Regions from separate parts of the Pan troglodytes genome. Here region 1 is linked to region 2. A link is a contact called in public HiChIP or PLAC-seq data. All regions are on one chromosome and are shown on one strand. The core of a region is the stretch at or near the end of the contact, and the rest is flanking DNA. Distances in the headings are between cores, read along the strand shown.

Region 1 (6,926 bases), core at 178-2,677, 280 kb after region 2:
TAGTATTTAGAGAGAATCTGGAAGAAAACCACGCTCTCAGAGTTAGGCTTTGGTGTGGAAATCAAACCTTTGCCTGCTACACTGTTTTCTTTTTTTTTTTTTTCTTTTTTCTTTTTTTTTGACACAGAGTCTCGCTCTGTCACCCAGGCTGGAGAGTGCAGTTGGCACTATCTTGGCTCACTGCAACCTCCGCCGCCCGGGTTCAAGTGATTCTCGTGCCTCAGCCTCCCCAGTAGCTGGGATTACAGGCACCCACTACTATGTCCAGCTAATTTTTTTTATATGTTTTTAGTAGAGACGAGGTTTCACCATGTTGGTCAGGCTGGTCTCGAACTCCTGATCCCAAAGTGCTGGGATTACAGGCGTGAGCCACCTCGCCTGGCTAATTTTTTTGTATCTTTTTAGTAGAGACGAGGTTTCTCCATGTTGGTCAGGCTGGTCTCGACCTCCTGACCTCAGGTGATCTGCCCACCTTGGCGTCCCAAAGTGCTGGGATTACAGGCGTCAGCCACTGTGCCCTTCCTGTTACATTGTTTTCTGGATGGTGGGAGACGGGAATATGCAAATGGACAATGAGCAGACCCTACCAGGACAGAGCTCTGATTCCAGCAGCCAGCAGGAAGCCCACAGCAAGCCCGGAGCAATGGCCCCCGTGGCCAGGACGTGGATAGTAACTGGCAGCTGCCTTTCATTTTGACCCAGCTTCCGACAGGGCCCACCTGGAGTCAGGCAAACATGCTCCCGGAAAGTCCTGTCGGACGCCCTGCGCCTTCCCATTCTCTCATTCTTGGGGTCCTGATCCAGACGCTAGGAGAGGGGTTCTTGGACCTTGTGCAAGAAAGAAGTTGGGGCAAGTCCACAAAGTGAAAGCAAGTTTATTAAGAAAGTAAAGAAATAAGCTGAGCACGGTGACTCACACCTGTCATCTCAGCACTTTGGGAGGCCGAGGCAGGCGGATCACTTAAGGTCAGGAGTTCGAGACCAGCCTGGGCAACATGGTGAAACCCCGTCTCTACTAAAAATACAAAAATTAGCCAGGCGTGGTGGCACGCGCCTGTAATCCCAGCTACTCGGGAGGCTGAGGCAGGAGAATCCCTTGAACCCGGGAGGCGGAGGTTGCAGTGAGCCGAGATCGCACCACTGCACTCCAGCCTGGGTGACAGAGTGAGACTCTGTCTCCAGAAAAATTTAAAAAATAAATAAAGATAAAAAAGTTTATAGATGATGATTCAGGGAGAATTCATGACTTCGTAATGATTTTATTTTGAGGATTATCACCAGAATAAAACGTTGACGATCTCTTTTTCCAATCCTGGCTCAGCGCTGACACACTTTCAGGAGGGACGCTGAGGGGTAGCTCCAACCGAAAGAAACGATGTACCCAGAGGCAGGCGGGGTGCGGGCAGGCGGGGTGCGGGGAGCCCGGGGCTCAGAGAGCAGAGCAGAGCAGACGCCCCCTGGTGGAAGAATGGAGGGACGCCACCAGCACGCGGAGGGGAGCCATGCAGATGAGGCTGCGTGAGTGATGAGGCTGCCCAGGGAAGGGGAGGGGGCTCGGGGCCCCCTGGTGTTATCCTGCAGGGCAGACCCCCTCAGCAGGGCAAAGAGAGAGAGGAAGGTTTTTCCTCCTCCTCTGAGGGCAGAGGTCTTGGGTTAGGAAGTGCTATTAGAGGCAGGCTGCAGTGGCAGGGGCCTGGGCCACTCGGGGTGGGGGCGAGGCCTGGCGTTGGGGAGACAGATGAGTGGCAGCCCTGGCTGACCGAAGCCATTGGGAATTTATTGGAAGAATATCTGAGCTCAGAGGATTAGCGGAGGCTGGAGAACAAGCAGGTGGGGACTGGAGCAGCTCTCAGGGCAGGAGCCAGGAGCCCAGCAAGAGCTCAAGGGGAAGGGGTGGCGGGGGGGGCAGTGCATGGCGGGGGTGGCGGGGTGGCGGGGGTGCCAGTGCATGGGGGGGTGGCGGGGGGCAGTGCATGGAGGGGTGGCGGGGTGGTGGGGGGGGCAGTGCATGGGGGGGGTGGGGTGGCGGGGGGGGCAGTGCATGGGGGGGTGGCAGGGTGGCGGGAGGGCCAGTGCTTGGGGGGGTGGCGGGGGGCAGTGCATGGAGGGGTGGCGGGGTGGCGGGGGGGCAGTGCATGGGGGGGCGGGGTGGCGGGGGGGGCAGTGCATGGGGGGGTGGCAGGGTGGCGGGGGGGTCAGTGCATGGGGGGGTGGCGGGGTGGCGGGAGGGCCAGTGCATGGGGGGGTGGCGGAGTGGCGGGAGGGCCAGTGCATGGGGGGGTGGCGGGGTGGCGGGGGGGGCAGTGCATGGGGGTTGGGGTGGGAGGGGACTGAGCTCTGAGAAAGGACCCCAGTTCACTATGTCAAAAACGAAAAAAAGGCAAGGCGCAGTGGCTCACGCCTGTAATCCCAGCACTTTGGGAGGCCAAGGCGGGCAGATCACCTGAGGTCAGGAGTTTGAGACCAGCCTGACCAACATGGTGAAATCCTGTCTGTACTAAACATGCAAAAAAAATTAGACGGGCATGGTGGCTACTGTTATCCCAGCTACATGGGAGGCTGAGGCAGGAGAATCGCTTGAACCCAGGAGGTGGAGATTGCAGTGAGCTGAGATTGCACCACTGCACTCCAGCCTGAGTGACAGAGTGAGAACCCGTCTTAAAAAACAAAACAAGGCCAGGTACGGTGGCTCACGCCTGTAATCCCAGCACTCTGGGAGGCCGAGGCAGGTGGATCACAAGGTCAGGAGATCGAGACCATCCTGGCTAACACGGTGAAACCCTGTGTCTACTAAAAATACAAAGAATTATCCGAGCATGGTGGTGGACGCCTGTGGTCCCAGCTACTCCGGAGGCTGAGGTGGGAGAATGGCGTGAACCCAGGAGGTGGAGCTTGCAGTGAGCTGAGATTGCGCCACAGCACTCCACCCTGGGCGACAGAGCGAGACTCCATCTCAAAAAAAAAAAAAAAAAAAAAAGAAAAGAAGAAAAGAAAACGAAGAAAAACCACAAATAAATAAAAGTTGAGGTATGATATATGCACAGCTGCATTCGCCCCTTTGAGGGCACAGTTGTGTGAGTTTAGACAAATGCAAATGTTCATGGAACCACTGCAAGTGCGACAGAGCAGCTCTGGTGCCCACAAAGCTTCCTCAAGGTCCCTTGCGGTCAGTCACTGCCCGCACCTCAGCCGTCAGAGCCACTGGGAAGCCCCCTGCCCTGTGGGCTCACCTGTCCTAGAACGTCTTATAAAAGGAGTCGCAGATCGCAGCCTTTTCCACCTGGCTTCTGTCCCTCTGCAGGGTGCACCTGGGATTCAGCCACCTTCGTTCCTTTTACCCCTGAGTGTCCATCACGTGCTGCTCATGCAGAAGTGCTCAAGTTCGCTGTAAACATAGTTTTCATTTCTCCCGGGTGGAGACCTCCATAAGTACGTAGGTTGGTGGAATGTTTCACTGCATGAGAGTCTGCCAGGAAGTTTTGCAGTGTGGTCCCGTCTTGTTCTTCCCGCAGAGGGTGATAGCTCTGCTGACTCCCGGCCCTCACAGGCTCTAGGGATTGAGCCTGTTTCTGTGGAACGCCTTCCGTGGTCTGCGAGGTGCACAGAGGGGTCGCAAAAAGCTTCCAGGTTGCACCTTCCCATGGACTGATGCTGAGCGTGTTCTCATCTCCCATCCGGATGTTTTCTTTGGTGGAGTATCTTTTCAGATCTCTTGCCTTTTTATTTTTATTTGTTTATATATATATTTTGAGACGGAATTTTGCTCTTTCACCTAGGTTGGAGTGCAACGGCGCGATCTTCGCTCACTGCAACCTCCCCCCACCCACCTCACTTCGGGTTCAAGCGATTCTCCTGCCTCAGCCTCCTGAGTAGCTGGGACTCCAGGCGCCCGCCACCATGCCCAGCTAATTTTTGTATTTTGAGAAGAGATAGGGTTTCACCATGTTGGCCAGGCTGGTCTCGAACTCCTGACCTCAGGTGATCCACCCGCCTCGGCCTCCCAAAATGCGAGGATCACAGGCGTGAGATGCCACACCTGGCCTCTTTTTATTTTTAATGGAGTGGCTTGTTTTCTTATTACTCGGTCTTGGGAGTTCCTCATGGATGCTGGATTTCAGTCTCGTCTCAGGTGTATGCGTTTTGTAGATGGCTTCTGTAGGGACCAGCCCCACAGGGTTGGTGAGTTTCTCCCTGTGTGCTGAGATGAGAGAGCATAGAAATAAGAACACAAGAAAAAGACATAAAAGAAAAGACAGCTGGGCCTGGGGACCACTACCACCAAGACGTGGAGACCGGTAGTGGCCCCGAATGTCTGGCTGTGCTGATATTTATTGGATACAAAGCAAAAGGGACAGGGTAAAGAGTGTGAGTCATCTCCAATGATAGTTAAGGTGACGTGAGTCACGTGTCCACCGGATGGGGGGCCCTTCCCTGCCTGGCAGCCAAGGTGGAGAGAGAGAAAGAGAGACAACTTACATCATTATTTCTGCATATCAGAGACTTTTAGTATTTTCACTAATTGACTACTGCTATCCAGAAGGCAGAGCCAGGTGTACAGGATGGAACATGAAGGCGGACTACGAGCGTGACCACTGAAGCACAGCATCACAGGGAGACGGTTAGGCCTCTGGATAACTGTGGGCAGGGCTGACTGATGTCAGGCCCTCCACAGGAGGTGGAGGAGTAGAGTCCTCTCTAAGCTCCCCCAGGGAAAGGGAGACTCCCTTTCCGGGTCTGCTAAGTAGCAGGTGTTTTTCCTTGACACTGATGCTACCGCTAGATCACGGTCCGCTTGGCAACAGGCATCTTCCCAGACGCTGGCGTCACCGCTAGACCAAGGAGCCCTCTGGTGGCCCTGTCCTGGCATAACAGAAGGCTCGCACTCTTGTCTTCTGGTCACTTCTCACTATGTCCCCTCAGCTCCTATCTCTGTATGGCCTGGTTTTTCCTAGGTTATAATCGTACAGCAAGGATTATTATCATATTGGAATAAAGAGTAATTGCTACAAGCTAATGATTAATAATATTCATATATAATCATGTCTATGATCTAGATCTAGTATAACTCTTATTATTTTATATATTTTATTAAACTGGAACAGCTCGTGCCCTCGGTCTCTTGCTTCGGCATCTGGGTGGCTTGCTGCCCACAGTTTTCCTGCTGTATCTAACTGCTGGCTTAGGTGAACTTGTCAGGGGCGTGGCTGGGAACTGGAACCTCCTGAAGACCAGTGGAGGCCATAAGCAGAAGCCCTCGGCTCCTTCCCTTCCCCGATGCTGGGGGCCAAGGGTCTTTCTCTGACCCTGTCCCCCCATCACGTTACCAGTGGAGGGTGTCCAGGTTCTTGGCATTTTGAACAAAGAATTGGACAAAACACACAAACAAAGCAAGGAAAGAATGAAGCAACAAAAGCAGAAATTTATTGAAAATGAAAGCACTCCTTACAGGGTGGGAGCGGGCTGAGCAAGCAGCTCAAGGGCCCCGGTTACAGAATTTTCTGGTGTTTCAATATCCTCTAGCGGTTTACCATTGGTTACTTGGTGTATGCCCTACGTAAACGAAGAGGATGAAGTCAAAGTCATTTTCTCGGCTGAGCATACTGTCACGCCTGTAATCCCAGTACTTTGGGAGGCTGGGGTGGGTGGATCACCTGAGGTCGGGAGTTCAAGACCAGCCTGATGAACACGGAGAAACCCCGTCTCTACTAAAAATACAAAATTAGCTGGGTGTGGTGGCGGGTGCCTGTAATCCCAGATAGTCAGGAGGCTGAGGCAGGAAAATCGCTTAAACCCGGGAGGCAGAGGCTGCAGAGAACCAAGGAGTGCACCACTGCACTCCAGCCTGGGCAACAAGAGCAAAACTCCATCTCAAAAAACAAACAAACAAACAAACAAACAAAACGAAGTCATGTACTCGGTATGAGCCTTACGTAAACGGAGAGGATGGAGTGAAGGTACAAAGCCACTCACATTCCCGTCATCGTTGGTGTTTCCAGTTGATTTGGTTCTAGGACGCCCTTGGGCTCCCTGCGTCCAGGCCCTCTTCTCCTGCCTCACTCTCACTCCAGAGGACTGGCGGTGCTGGCCTCCCTGGCAGGACTCCCGCCCCTGACCAGAGGGGTCTGGGCGTGCTCTGAGGCTACCTGCTGCTCCTTGCCCAGTGTCCCTGGGTGCTCTGTGGGGACACAGAGAGGTCACTTGGGAGGTTCCTGCCTCTGCCAGACCGCGGCGCCTTCCTGGCGTCATTGCCCCCTGCACGCTTATACAACCAGTGATAAGGTGGTATCCAATGCCGTAATCCTCCCCAGGGCCAGCCCAGCCCTGTCCGGTCCCGTCCGGTCCCTGGCCTGCTTGCTGGGAGCCCAGCTGGGGGCTGCATCGGGGGTGGTGGGGGTCTGGAGTGAGGGGTGCCCAGGCCTCTCTCACAGTGTGGGGGCACAAGCTCTGCCCTGGACACTCTGCCAGTGTGACCCTACCCCCCATGTTGGGGGTGAGAGAAGGGGGCTTTCTGGGTGGCCAGATCCCAGGAGAGGGGGCCTAGCCAGACCAACCCCAGCGCAGCTGTCTGCAGCTGCACCCCAAAGGCCCTGGCCCAGCCCAGCCAGACAGAGTGTGGACAGAGGGGCTTGGGTGCGAGTCCAAGCAAGGCAGGACAAGTCTCTGCTGTGGCTTGGCAGTGGCCCCGTGATTGGTGACATGTCTGGCAGGCCTAGGGGACAAATCCTCAGCCCGGGTGCATCAGGCCAGAGCCTGGCTGTCTGGAGCCCTCCAGGAAATGGCCCCCCAGGCTGGGGGACATCCGAGTGATTGTGCCAAACAATGGACAAGGGGGCCGGAGTCTCAGAGCCGAAGTACCTTCCGCTTCCATCTGCTCCGCCCAGGAGCAGGTGCACCCAGGTGGTGGCCTGGGCTATAAAGCTGGCCCC
Region 2 (6,674 bases), core at 1,188-3,687:
GAGACCTCCTGGTGGTCGCCTGCCTGACGGTGTCCCGCCCGCGTCCCAGCTGCAAGCTCGGGTGCCAGGGCAACGGGCCCGCCTGGCCGACTACTGCGCCGGGGCCATGTTCGTGCAGCAGCTGCTGAGTCGCGGCTACGGCTTCGACGAGCGCGCCTTCGGCGGCGTGATCTTCCAGAAGAAGGTGGGCTGGGGCGGGGCGGGGCGGGGCGGGGCCGACCCTGCGGGGCGGGGCCTCTCGGGAGCTGAGGCCACGCCCTTCGCCGCAGGCCGCGGACACTGCAGTGGGCTGGGCGCTCGGCTACATGCTGAACCTGACCAACCTGATCCCCGCCGACCCGCCGGGGCTGCGCAAGGGCACAGACTTCAGCTCCTGGGTCGTCCTCCTGCTGCTCTTCGCCTCCGCGCTCCTGGCTGCGCTTGTCCTGCTGCTGCGTCAGGTGCACTCCGCCAAGCTGCCAAGCACCATTTAGGGGCCGACGGGGGCAGCTGCTCCATCCCTCCCCCAACCCCTGTATCCCCACCCCGTACTCCCACCCCTCCCACAACCCCTGTACCCCCCACCCCTGTATCCCCACCCCTCTCCCAACCTCTCTCCCCACCCCTGTATCCTGCATTCCTCCACCCACCCTCTATCCCCCACCGCTCCACCCCACCACTGTCTTCTCCATCCTTCCACCCCACCCTCAGCGTCTCTGCCCCTAAGGCAGCCCAGGAAATAGGAACTGAGACTCTGGTACCCACAGGAGCCTGGGTGGGCAAAGAGCGCTCAATCCAGCTCCTTGAACCCCTCCAGCCCGCTTCAGCCTGGGCATCACTGCAGGCCCCGTGCTCCTCCTCATCCTCCTCAGGGCTGGGTCTCCAGAGAGTGGGGCCTTGGTCCTGAGAATCAGCCCTTAGAGGCTCCTTCTGTGGAGTCTGGGTCTGTACTGGGGAGGGTCACAGCCCACGGGCTGGCAGCCAGCCCAGCACCTACTTGTAAAAATTTTGTAATAAAAAGTTTTTCCTAGAGACGTGAAAGGAGAGTGTCTGTGGGGTGGGGCATCCTTGCTGTGGCCTGTGCCCCCACCTTCCCGCTGTTCTAGCCGCACGGGCCTGCCCTTGGTCCTGAGGGTGGACACCATCCCTCCCTACTGCCTTCTGCTCTGGAGCCAGGCCTGGGGCACTGGCTGCTGCCCTGCTGTGCCGTGGCAGCCTAGAGTAGCTGCAGGATGGCTGGCCCGAGGGAATGTTCCTGGGCCCTTGAGTCTTCTCTGGCCAGCAGAGTTCCCCAAAACCATCACATCCGGATCTGCGTTGGTGACCAAGGCCAGACTGAAGGTTGGGTCCTGGTACAGTGAGCCTGGGGGTGAGGGTAGAGGTCAGGGAGGTGGCGGAGAGTGGGTGGCAGCCAGCCAGGCGGCTTCCTAGGGGGCAGTCAGTGCTGGTAGAGACTGGAGGGAGGGCAGGCCCACATCAGGAGGTGGCACAGGGGTGGGAGATGAGATCAGGACCGGGACCCATAGGCAGGAATCTTGCACAGAACCTGGCTGTGGAGCCGAGCCATGCAATGGCACAGGGCACCTTGCCCTTCTCACCTGGGACTGAGTGTCCTGCACCTCCAAAAGGCATCCTGCAGCCCCAGCCAGGCCCTGCAGCCCCTCCCCAAGCCAGTTTTCTCCAGGATGGGAAGGCCTGGTCTTGCCCACTCGCCTCCTCACCTTCCTGGGAAGTGAGCTTAGACACTGTCTCTATGCTCAGTGCCCTGGCGAGGAGGGTGGTGGTTCTTATTCTGCTCTTCCCTCCCCTCTTCACCATTTTTTAAAAGTCATTTGATAAACCTGAGGGCAGCCAGCCCCAGCTTTGAAGTTCTGAGACTGGAAGGACCAAGGGGACACCCCGGGTTGGAGGTCTCACTCTTGTTCTCTGAATGACTAGTCAAAGGAGGTTTCTAGTGGGATGGGGTGGGCGTGCTCTTGGGAGGCAACAGGTGAGGTGCAAGGGGGGCATCAGAGATGCCCGTTGTCAGCTGGGCACAGTGGCTCACGCCTGTAATCCCAGCACTTTGGGAGGCTGAGGCTGGCGTATCACCTGAGGTCAGGAGTTCAAGACCAGCTGAGGCAACATGGTGAAACCCCGTCTGTACTAAAAATACAAAAATTAGCCCAGCATGGTGGCATGCGCCTGTAATCCCAGCTACTCAGGAGGCAGAGGCACGAGAATCACTTGAACCCGAGAGGTGGAGGTTGCAGTGGGCCGAAATGGCACCACTGCACTCCAGGCTAGGCGACAGAGACGCTGTCTCAAAGAAAAAAAAAAAAAAAAAAAAAAAGATGCCCATTGTCCTGAGGGAGCTAAAGGGCTGTCACCTGGGGACCCTGAACACCTTGGACAGCTCCCAGCTCCAGTCCTCAGTGGCTCCGGATCACTCTTGCCCCCTGGTGGCCTCACTGCGCGCGGCCGCCGCGGCTCCAGCCAAAGCTGCAGTCGGGGCCGGGGCCGTTCTGTGTTCCTGTATTTGCTTTTCCCGCGAGTGGGGGTGCCCCTGCCTCTGTGGGCACACCTGTGCCTTCCTGTGCACCTGCCCAGCTCGTGAGCACCTGTCTGCGTGCGCCCGGCGCTCCTGTGTCTCTGTGCGCTCGCGAGGCTAGGCCCACACAGGTCCTCTGCCCCATCGCGGGTGCGGGTGAGGGGCTCGGAGTCCTACCGGGAAGAGGCCAGAAGGGAGCGCATCCTGGAGAAGCCCACCCGCGGCCCAAACCCAGCCGGACTTCTGGGAACCGCACCGGCCCCAGAGACCGCAGGTGCCGAGACACCCTGAGGCCGAGAGAGGTCCAGCGAGGCCCGGAGAGGGGACCAGAACTGGAGCAGGGGGAGGGGGCGCAGTCTGGAGCCGCCCTCCCGCCCCCTCAGGTGGAGCGCGCAGGCGCAGTCTCCGCGTGCGCGCCTCGCCGGCGCCTCCATCCCGGATCCTTGCTGCAGCGTCAGCGCCGCCGCCCGTGCCTTTCCTCTTCCTCCTCCTCCTCCTTGGCATCCGCCTCCTCTTCCTCCTGCGTCCTCCCCCGCTGCCTCCGCTGCTCCCGACGCGGAGCCCGGAGCCCGCGCCGAGCCCCTGGCCTCGCGGTGCCATGCTGCCCCGGCGGCGGCGCTGAAGGATGGCGACGCCGCTGCCTCCGCCCTCCCCGCGGCACCTGCGGCTGCTGCGGCTGCTGCTCTCCGGCCTCGTCCTCGGCGCCGCCCTGCGTGGAGCCGCCGCCGGCCACCCGGGTGAGCGAGCGCGCTGGGCGCAGGCCGCGGGGCGCCCCGGGGCCGGGATCGCCGGGCGGGGACCGGGTTGCCGGGCGCCGCCGCCCTCGTCCTGCCCAGGCCCGCAGGCCCTGCAGGCCTGGTCCGCTGGTGGCGGCGGCCCCGCCTCGCCCACGATGGAATAAACAGGCCTGGCCGGAGGGCGCAGCGCGGAGCCTCCAAAAGGCCGCGCCGGATGGGGCTTCTGCCGGTTCCCAGAGGCGTACCTTACATTCATGGCTTCTTCCGCCGGGAGCCCGTCTGGCTCAGGCCTCCGCGCCGCGGCCATCTGGCTCTGGGCGGGCCCGCCGGGAGTCTGCCTGTGTGCGTCTCTGTGTCTCCGTGTTCGGGGCTCCTGCGGGTGTGGGGCTGGCCCTGAGTGCCCGCCGGCTTCGCTGCCGGTGCGCGTCCCGGGGTCGGGGCCTCAGTGCTGCTCTGCCTGTCCTCACGCCTTGGGTGGCGCTGGGCACCGGCCTTGTGCGCCATGGTGGGCGCTGAAGTTCTGGGGGCACTTATGGCGCAGGCTCGGGGTGCTGTTCTAGCTTCAATAGGAGGGAGACTGTTGCAGCCTCAGAGCCTCCGCCTGCATCCCCTGCCCTCGAGGGCACTGGCATTCTGTCTTTGGGACTGAGGGCTGCAGGTGGACTCCGGAGGAGGGTGATAAGCCCAGGGTCCTGGGACACCCTCTCACCTGCACAGATGGGTCCTGAGGGTCCAGAGAGCAGAGCTCCCTGCAGGAACCCAGGATGCAAAGCTGACGTTTTTCTGGGGGGACTGAACTGGGAGACTTTGCGACTGCATTCGTACAGTACTCCTGGCAGCCCTGCAGAAGAGGTGCTGTGAGCCCATTTTACAGGCAAGGAATCCGAGGCATGGAGAAGTTAAGTGGGTTGTGGCACAGCTGAGGCGCTGTCCTGGGCAGCCTGGTTCTGTGTGTGTGGCCTCAAGGGGCCAGAGTGAGGCCGGCTTCCTCCTGGGCTCGGTGCCCCTGGATGGGAGGTGGGCATGAACAGGAGAGGCTTCCGAGAATCAGAGTGTGCTCAGCCAGGAAAGGCGGAGGCCACCCATTCAGGAAACGGGGCTGCAGCTGCTGTGCTGAGCCCGGGTGGGTGGCTGGTGCCAGTCCTCAGTTCACCGGCCTCTGCAGCTTCGTGTCTGCCTCATCGGGAGACCTGGCAGGGCCCTCCCTAGGCAACTCCTCCCATTCCCAGTGCCCAGTGCTTGGAAGGGAGGGCCCTCAGGCACCCCAGACGTTGGCGGGTGGAGGGGGGTGTGCCAGCCACTGTCCAGCTGCTCTTGTTCCTGGGACCTCTTTTCAGGAGGAGGAAGTGGGGGATGGAAGCTCCTGGGCTGGGGAAAAGGGCTGGGAGGGGCCTGGAACCCAGACCCTAGAGCCAGCTTTGTACCTCAGGCCCCTGCCTTTGGCGTGGTGGACGGTGGGGTATCAGCACAGGAGCGGGGACTGCCTCACTCCCCAGGTGCCAAGTTGGCGGGTGGGCCCAGGTGGACCTGCTGGCACAGGTTTAATGTTTAACGTGCCCAAGTCCCGGCCCACTGATACTGGAGGCTGCTGCCCCAGCTCGTGGAGGGTGTGCGGTGCCTGGCGTTGTCTCCTGTGCCCACCTGCCACTGCGGCTGCTGGAACTGCCTTGAAGGAAGGCGGACAGCCTGAGGGCCCTGAGGGTCAGGTTACCAAGGAAACCAAGCCAGCCAACCAAGGTCTGGAGAAGGACGATGCCCCGTGTGGCCCCGGTGGCCCTGCCTGCAGTGTGCAGTGTGGGGCTGGGCAGAGAGGAAGAGTCCTGGTTAGCCAGAGGTGCCACCGCAGACTCCCCAGGCAGGGTTGATGGCCCTGCTGGGGTTCCCCTGGCTCCACTGGCTTGCTGTGACTGGGGACATTCCTTAGCTTTGAGGCAACTCAGCTATATCCCAGAGGGGAAACTGAGGCAGAGGGCCATTGCCCCCTCGCCCCGTTCTCCAGCACCAGGATAAGACTGATTAGCCACATGTGTCAGCTGGCACCATGGCCTGCGCCCCTCATCAGTGAGATGAAAGTGTGGTTAGGAACTAGGGAACTAGGGCCTGGCCTGCCATCCCCAGCACTGCCAACCTCGGCCTCCTGAGGCCCTCGGGTGCCACCTGGCCCCTGACTGCAGCCCCTGGTGTGGTGGCTTTGGGAGTGACCTGCCTGGGTTCTGTGTCTGAGGCCAGTGAGGTCAGCAGACTCCATCTTAGGTGTCCTTGGTGCCTGGGGGACAAGCCAGAGGCTGGAGGAGCAGCATCCCTTCCAGGCTGCACACTTGTCAGTGCCGGGTTCTGGGGAGAGCCGCACGGGAAGGAGAGGTCGCTGGCGGCATCGTTTGCTGCTCCCCAGAGACAGACCTGGGCCCTTCCCTCTGGGACTCCCAATCTGGACGGGGTTCCTGGCTTGCTGTGGGGCATGTTGAGGCCGGAGGCTGGGCTTGTGGGGCTGCACGGCCCTGCCCAGGAGAACTCAGCACTGCCTGGACAGTGAGGCTCAGCTTCTGAGCTGAGGGCTCTATCAGGCCTGGAAGTGGACCCTGGGGAGGGGTGGGGCAGGGTAGTTCTGATAAGTCCTAGGACTGTTCGCTTCCGGGTTCTGAGCCCTGGCGTCAGGGAGGAAGGGCCTGTCCAGAACAATGGCCAGAACCAGGCCCGGCCAGCTCTGGGGGTGACAGGGGCGGGTGGCTGGGGCAGCGCTGCCGTGTGCAGGGGCCGAGCCCTGCGGGGCCGTGAGCCGGCCCTGCCTTCTGCTTCCTTCCTAGATGTAGCTGCCTGTCCCGGGAGCCTGGACTGTGCCCTGAAGAGGCGGGCAAGGTGTCCTCCTGGTGCACATGCCTGTGGGCCCTGCCTTCAGCCCTTCCAGGAGGACCAGCAAGGGCTCTGTGTGCCCAGGATGCGCCGGCCTCCAGGTACGAGAGCAAAGGGGGAAGTTGATGGGGGGGATGTCCCTGCGTGAACCTCTCCCTGTAAGAAGCGGCCAGCTGGGCGCAGTGGCTCATGCCTGTAATCCCAGCACTGTGGGAGGCCCAGGCTGTAGGATCTCTTGAGGTCAGGAGTTCAAGACCAGCCTGGCCAACATGGTGAAACCCCGTCTCTACTAAAAATACAAAGTAGCCGGGTGTGGTGCACGCGCCTGTAGTCCCAGCTACTCAGGAGGCTGAGGCAGGAGAATTGCTTTAACCCGGGAGGCGGAGCTTGCAGTGAGCCGAGATTCACCACTGCACTCCAGCCTGGGCGACAGTGCGAGACTCTGTCTCAAAAAAAAAAAAAAAAAAAAAGAAGGCTGGGCGCAGTGGCTCACGCCTGTAATCCCAGCACTTTGGGAGGCTGAGGCGGGCGGATCATGAGGTCAGGAGATCGAGACCATCCTGGCTAACACGGTGAAA

Evidence for each region. HiChIP or PLAC-seq counts read pairs in DNA pulled down with a chosen protein or histone mark.
Region 1: an H3K4me3 HiChIP or PLAC-seq map of stem cell-derived excitatory neurons shows a contact between it and region 2, with 3 times the contacts expected there. The contact joins the promoter of LCN15 here to the promoter of NPDC1 in region 2. A contact is called at or near these places in 3 of 7 Hi-C or Micro-C datasets (blood, induced pluripotent stem cells and stem cell-derived neural progenitor cells) and 1 of 1 datasets of contacts at active chromatin or transcription factors (stem cell-derived excitatory neurons).

The regions. Positions count from the first base shown.
Region 1 is chr11:1,685,432-1,692,357 of NHGRI_mPanTro3-v2.0_pri, forward strand. LCN15 (lipocalin 15) reads left to right here and starts at 1,428. Exons shown (of 7, transcript XM_063787381.1): 1 at 1,428-1,518. LOC129135988 (a long non-coding RNA gene) reads right to left here. Exons shown (of 4, transcript XR_008537212.2): 4 at 5,647-6,175.
Region 2 is chr11:1,403,410-1,410,083 of NHGRI_mPanTro3-v2.0_pri, forward strand. NPDC1 (neural proliferation, differentiation and control 1) reads left to right here and starts at 2,438. Exons shown (of 9, transcript XR_010148524.1): 1 at 2,438-3,246; 2 at 6,051-6,197. ENTPD2 (ectonucleoside triphosphate diphosphohydrolase 2) reads left to right here. Exons shown (of 9, transcript XM_016962218.4): 8 at 50-184; 9 at 270-1,009. The coding sequence ends at 473.